Regions from separate parts of the Rattus norvegicus genome. Here region 1 is linked to region 2. The links are chromatin contacts, called in public Hi-C maps. All regions are on one chromosome and are shown on one strand. The core of a region is the stretch at or near the end of the contact, and the rest is flanking DNA. Distances in the headings are between cores, read along the strand shown.

Region 1 (2,700 bases), core at 42-2,541, 37 kb before region 2:
TAGGCTGCCAGCTCCAAGTCACCTGCTTTTTTCTTACAACCCACTAGGCCCACTCTGCCAGAAGACAGAAGGCCCCAGTAGGCAATGAAACCCTGGAGACTGGTCTTCCCCAGACCTGTGTTACAGCACAGAGCCCTGCTGGGAAGGAAGTTTCCCCAGATGCTTCCAGAGCACGAAGGGAGTAGTGTTTTTATGGTCGAGCTGTCATGGGATGGGGAGATGTCGCTGTCTGAGCAGACAGAAGACTGCTGCAGTTGAGACCCAGTAGATGTGTGAGCAGGGTCATCTGGGGTGACGTAGGCTGGCTCATCCAAAGGGAGACAAAGCAAGGCCAATATTGGAGCAGCTGCCAGAAGCATCGCAGCGGTTCTCTCTGCCAGACAGGAGTCTCCTTGGGCAGCTCTGATGCCACACAGGAGTCTCCTTGGGCAGCTCTGATGCCACACAGGAGTCTCCTTGGGCAGCTCTGATGCCACACAGGAGTCTCCTTGGGCAGCTCTGAGATTTGTGGCTGTTTTCTTTCATCTTAAACAAAACAAAAACAGCAAAACTATGTTGTTAATGTATGCTTGCAGACCTTTGAAGGGAGGGGCTCCTTGGGTTCCTGAGCAGAAGATGAGGTCTTTGTTGCCTCCTGCTGGACAGGTTTTGGATTTCCCTCGGAACGGAGTGCTGGAAGACTGTCAATTTCATGTCACCTTCTCGTAGTAAGAACTCTACAAGAATCCAGGATAATTCTACCACAAAGTGACTCCGAAGGAACGGCCAAAATGCAATCAGGCTAGTGGCTCGCCCTTTTTAGGATGAAGGATCTGGCACAATCTATAGATGTCAGGGATTTAAAAAACAAAACTAAATGCTACGGGGCATCCCACAAAGTACTTTTAATTATTACACATCTTATGTCTGAGAGCCCTAACACTATCACCATCTGAATAGTCTCAGGTTTGGAGGTGGGTAATCTCGCCCTACCCACCCCTAAGAAGCTAAAGGGCAGACATGATCAGGCATCGTTTAGAAACAGCCGTGAAAACGGCTTCTGGAAAACAACAGCGGGATTCAAACGTTGCCTGCGTCACCGAGTAATCCTGTGATCTGAGAAATCTACCGAGTGGTAGGACCATCGGAATTTCACCTAGGCTAACCGCTCTCTCTTCTCGGCCCGACACGCAGCTCCGCAAAGGCCGCGTCCACGCCGCGCGCGCGCGAACTCTGTCGCGGGCCGCACGACCGGTCTCGCGATATTTAGGCGGGCGGGCGTGCGCCTGCGCCTGCGCGAGCGGCGCTCACATTCCGGGGCTGTGGCGGTCTCTTCCTCCCGCGTCCGGGGCCCGCGGTGAGGGCTCTTGGGAGTCGGGCGCTGGCGTGGGCCTCGCCGCCGCCGCCGCCGGCCCTCTGCCGTGACTGGACTGGGCCGCACGGAGAGGGCGCGGCCGGACTGAACGGAACGGGCGGGGGCTTTCCTGCCTATGGGCGGCCCCTGGGCGCTCTGAGGGCCGGGCTCCGAGCGGCCGAGGTAGGGCGCGGGGCGGCGGCTGGCGAGGGGTCTGGCGAGCCCGGGCGCGGGATGCGGCGGAGAGCGCGAACTCCTCCTTCCTCCGGGGCGGCTGGGCCCGCGGTACTTCCGCCCGGATGCCCGCCGGCCTCGCGGCAGGCGGAAGTCACGGCGCGGGCCGCGCAGCCATGGCTGCAGGGTGGGCGCGGGGATGCAGGCTCGCCCTCGAGCTGCGGTAGACCCCGCATCCCGGCGACACGGCGGGGAACGCTTCGGGTTCCAGTTAGGATGCTGGCTTGGGGGAGCCGCCGTGGGGCACGGTTAAGGAGCGCAGAGAAGACAAAGGAGACCGTTATTTATGTTGTGTCCTAGTATCTAAACTTCTCGCGAGGCAGGGAGCGGAGCAGCACCCTCAATGATTGACACGGCCCTCCACACACACTGGTTTAGAATTATGAAGTCACATGTAATTATCTATAGTAGTTAGCCAAATAGTAACAAAACCCCCGAGGATTATGTGATATTTGATCTTTGGACGAGAACGGGATGTGGGCCTTTGAAGCTTTGCTATATTTACAGAGCTTCAAGGTGTCTTGTGAATTTACTAAAGATAGTTTTCTTGGGAGCTATGTCTGCCACATGCAAGGTTAAAAAAAAAGTGATTTTTTTTTCATTGAAAGACGGCGGGATTACCTACAGTAAAACTGCAGGGAAAGCAAATCGCAGCAGACCTTCAAAACTATTAATTTAAGTCTCAGTAAAACTCCTTGTTGGCTTCCTTAAACTTTCCAGTAAACCATTTTAAAAGATACTTCTCCGTTGCTTGCTATGTGCAAGGCATTGGGTTCCACCCCTAGTACTACGAACAGCTGTAGCCTTCGCTATGCAACACAATTTGTTCTTTAACTCTTAGCTTACATGCCAACTACATATTCTTCCCACTTTTTTTTTTTTTCTTTTTTTTCGGAGCTGGGGACCGAACCCAGGGCCTTGCGCTTGCTAGGCATTCTTCCCACTTTCTTAAATGTAACCCACATCATTTTAGTGAGCTTTGCATGGAGAGAATCCAGGAATAGCTGGGGGGTGGGGGGGAAGCGATTAAGAATGTACGGGTCTTGGGCTGGAGAGATGGCTCAGCGGTTAAGAGCACTGACTGCTCTTCCAGAGGTCCTGAGTTCAAATCCCAGCAACCACATGGTGGCTCA
Region 2 (3,074 bases), core at 37-2,536:
TTTATGACTAGATTTGGGAAGCCATGGCTTCAGACAGTGGCGTGAAGGTGGGAAAATGACGGGCCACCACTTTGTTAACACCCCCTACCATTCTGTTTTCAGTTCTAAGCGGTAGCCCAGGCTGGTCTCAAACCTCAGGTCCTCATGCCTGTCCTGAAAGCTGAGATTCAGGCTTGTACCTCATGTCCTGGAAAAAATCCTCACTTTAATATACACATTTCAAGAATATTTTCCATGTTCATAAACATATAATAAGACTTTTAATTTTAACCCCCGTACCAGATCCTTAGGCATGAGCCTTAAGGAATCCATGCTGTTACCCACGTTATTTTAAGTCAGTGCTGCCTGACCAGCACCCTCAGATTATCCTGAGTCTTGCTTTTCTAGATTGTTAACATCTTGTTAATCAGGCAAAAGAAGTCTAAATTTTAGGTTATTTTGAGCCTTTATTCTTTTCTTCTAAGTCCATTTGGGATATAAGACTGCTAGCAATTGTGAAACCAATGTTAAATGAGCTCTTTAATATATCCCTTTGCCAAATTCTCTGTAAAACAGATAAAAATAAGAACATACTGGTATTTTAGACTGCTGTGTATCTCAGGCTGGCCTGCAACGCCCAGCATTCCACCTGCCTCTGCCTCTAGAATTCTGGGACTAAAGGCGTGTGCCACCGTGCCAGGCAAATTGGTAATATTAATGTACTAATTTAGAAAAGACTAACAGTTGTGCACGGTGGCACATGTCCTGAATCCCCAGCTCCTGGGAGATGAAGACAGATGTTCAAGGCCAGCCTCTGCAACTCTGTACCTGGGCTTCATGAAAACTGCCTCAAGAAAGGAACACAATAAAGTTACTTAGTAAAAAACCAAAAAGATGTAAACTGAGCTGCAACATTTTACTTAAAACTCACCGCTATGTTATCCCTACCCCCACCCCGCCCCCGACACACACCACGGGCTTTAAAATGAATTTTATTGTCACTTACATCGCAAGAAAAAAAAATGGCAAAAGAATAATGAAGATTAACGTACAAACATAAGGCATGGAAGAGAAATTAGGTGTCCCACCGGTCCCAGGTTGGGTCTCGGTGATGCACTTGTGCATGCGGTATGGTGGAGCGGGAGAGAGGAGCGAGCTCAGCGCGGCGGCCGGGTCTTTAAACACTGACCACGGGAGCCGTGGCCCCGCGAACCCCGGCTGCTCGTCCCGCGGAGGGCGCTCTGTCTGCTGCGAGTCCCCGCGGGCGCGGCGGCCATCCCGTCCGGGGGCCTTCGGCGCCGCATCAGGCAGCGCGCGGGGCAGCCCGGGGCCATGGCGGCGGCGGTGGGCGTGCGCGGCGCGGGGCGCTGGTTGGTGGCGCTGCGCTGCCGGGGCGCGAGCGGGGCGGCCATGGTGAGTGCGGCCCGCGCGGGACGCAGGGCCTTCCTTCAGCTGGGTGGGAGCGGCTGCGCGCGCAGACCCGCAGCTCCCACGCTGCAGTCCCGGCGCGGAGGTGGCTCAGGCTGGGGGTTATCCGTGAGTTCGAGGCCAGCCGGGGCTCCGTAGTGGGCCCTGCCTCAAACAAAACAAAACAAAACAAAACACCCAGGCTGTTTCAGCCGTAGTTTTTGAGCTTGCTCACCGGAGACAATGTCGTGGGGGAAAAAAATCTAAATGTGAAGCCGATGATGGGCCGTGGCCATTCTGTATGCTACAAGCGGTCCTGGGGTGGCCTCCTAAGTGATCGGCTAACCGTGTTGTTTCGGGTCAGAGAGCTTTAGGAAGAATTAGTAACCGCTCCACCTCCCTTTCCCTATTTTTGAAGGGCACATCGATTTTTCTCACCACTTTTAAAGGGGACATTTAATTTTCTTACTTCAGACTTTCGGATTTTGGCCGTGCGTTGTGACTTGTAATTCTTGTATCTAGCGAGGCTGAGGCAGGAGGATTACCGCGCACCCGGTGAGGTGTGCTGTGAGACCATCTGAGGGGTTGTTCATTGAGGGGGTAAGGGGTGGAGGGGAGGGAGAGCAAACCGAGGCTGTTTTTTTTTTTTTTTTTTTTTTTTTTAACAAGCAGCTCCATCTAGTGGAAAATGTAGCGTGGAGCGCACCATTTCATTTTCAGGCGCTCGTTAGAACCCATTCGATAACTTTTTTTTAATGAATAAGTCATAGACATGATTTATTTTCCTGTAAAATTTCTATAATACATTTTCCAGAATAGTTTTTCTTGTTACGTAGTAGAATTGTTGAAGTCAGAAAATTATGCAGATAACGTCCATTATGTTTAACTAATGACTTTAGAGGAAAAAAATTTTTTTCCTGGCGTAATCCAGGTCTAGTCATTGCATGTAGTTAACATTTAAAAAAATTAATTTACGGGCTGGAGAGATGGCTCAGCGGTTGAGCACTGACTGTTCTTCCAGAGGTCCTGAGTTCAATTCCCAGCAGCCACATGGTGGCTCACAACCATCTGTAAAGAGATCTGATGCCCTCTTCTGGTGTGTCTGAAGACAGCTACAGTGTACTTATATATAATAAATAAATGAATCTTTAGGGGTTGGGGATTTAGCTCAGTGGTAGAGCGCTTGCCTAGCAAGCGCAAGGCCCTGGGTTCGGTCATCAGCTCCGAAAAAAAAAATTAATTTACTTAAGATAAATTTCGATACAGATGTATTTAGGTACACTAAACTCCTCTCTCTTTCTTACCTGGTTTCTTTCTCCCAATAAAAGAAGGAATGAAATTTCATTTTGCTTTGTCTTTAGTGGATAAGTTTCATGTAGCTGAGGCTGACTTGAACTCCGATACATTCCTGCTTCTACCTCCCAAGTACATAAGCGTTTTGTCCACCACCCTCCGTGTGAAATTTCCTTAACATGTAAAATAGCTCAATTTGATTGCTGCCACCAGGGCATGCTCCTCTCTGAGGTGCTGCTGATCTTATAAAATTATGGTGTCTGGGAAGGAATGAGTCAACAGGTTTGATTTGAATGGCTGCCATGTGTTGGGCACCATCACATTTAAGATCTCACTTTCTCTCCCTCCTTTCAGCGCTTTCCCCTCTCTCAACCCTGTCTTTCCTTCCACCTCAT

What was found. Hi-C and Micro-C count contacts between places; a contact is called where the count stands out from the background.
Region 1: a Hi-C map of liver shows a contact between it and region 2, with 2.2 times the contacts expected there. The contact joins the promoter of C17h5orf24 here to the promoter of Pcbd2 in region 2. A contact is called at or near these places in 5 of 12 Hi-C or Micro-C datasets (Schwann cells, frontal cortex, kidney and 2 more) and 1 of 1 datasets of contacts at active chromatin or transcription factors (oligodendrocytes).

The regions. Positions count from the first base shown.
Region 1 is chr17:8,936,717-8,939,416 of GRCr8, reverse strand. It overlaps C17h5orf24 (similar to human chromosome 5 open reading frame 24), which reads left to right and starts at 1,291. Exons shown (of 2, transcript NM_001400770.2): 1 at 1,291-1,516.
Region 2 is chr17:8,899,479-8,902,552 of GRCr8, reverse strand. Pcbd2 (pterin-4 alpha-carbinolamine dehydratase 2) reads left to right here and starts at 1,286. Exons shown (of 4, transcript NM_001402494.1): 1 at 1,286-1,392. The coding sequence starts at 1,312.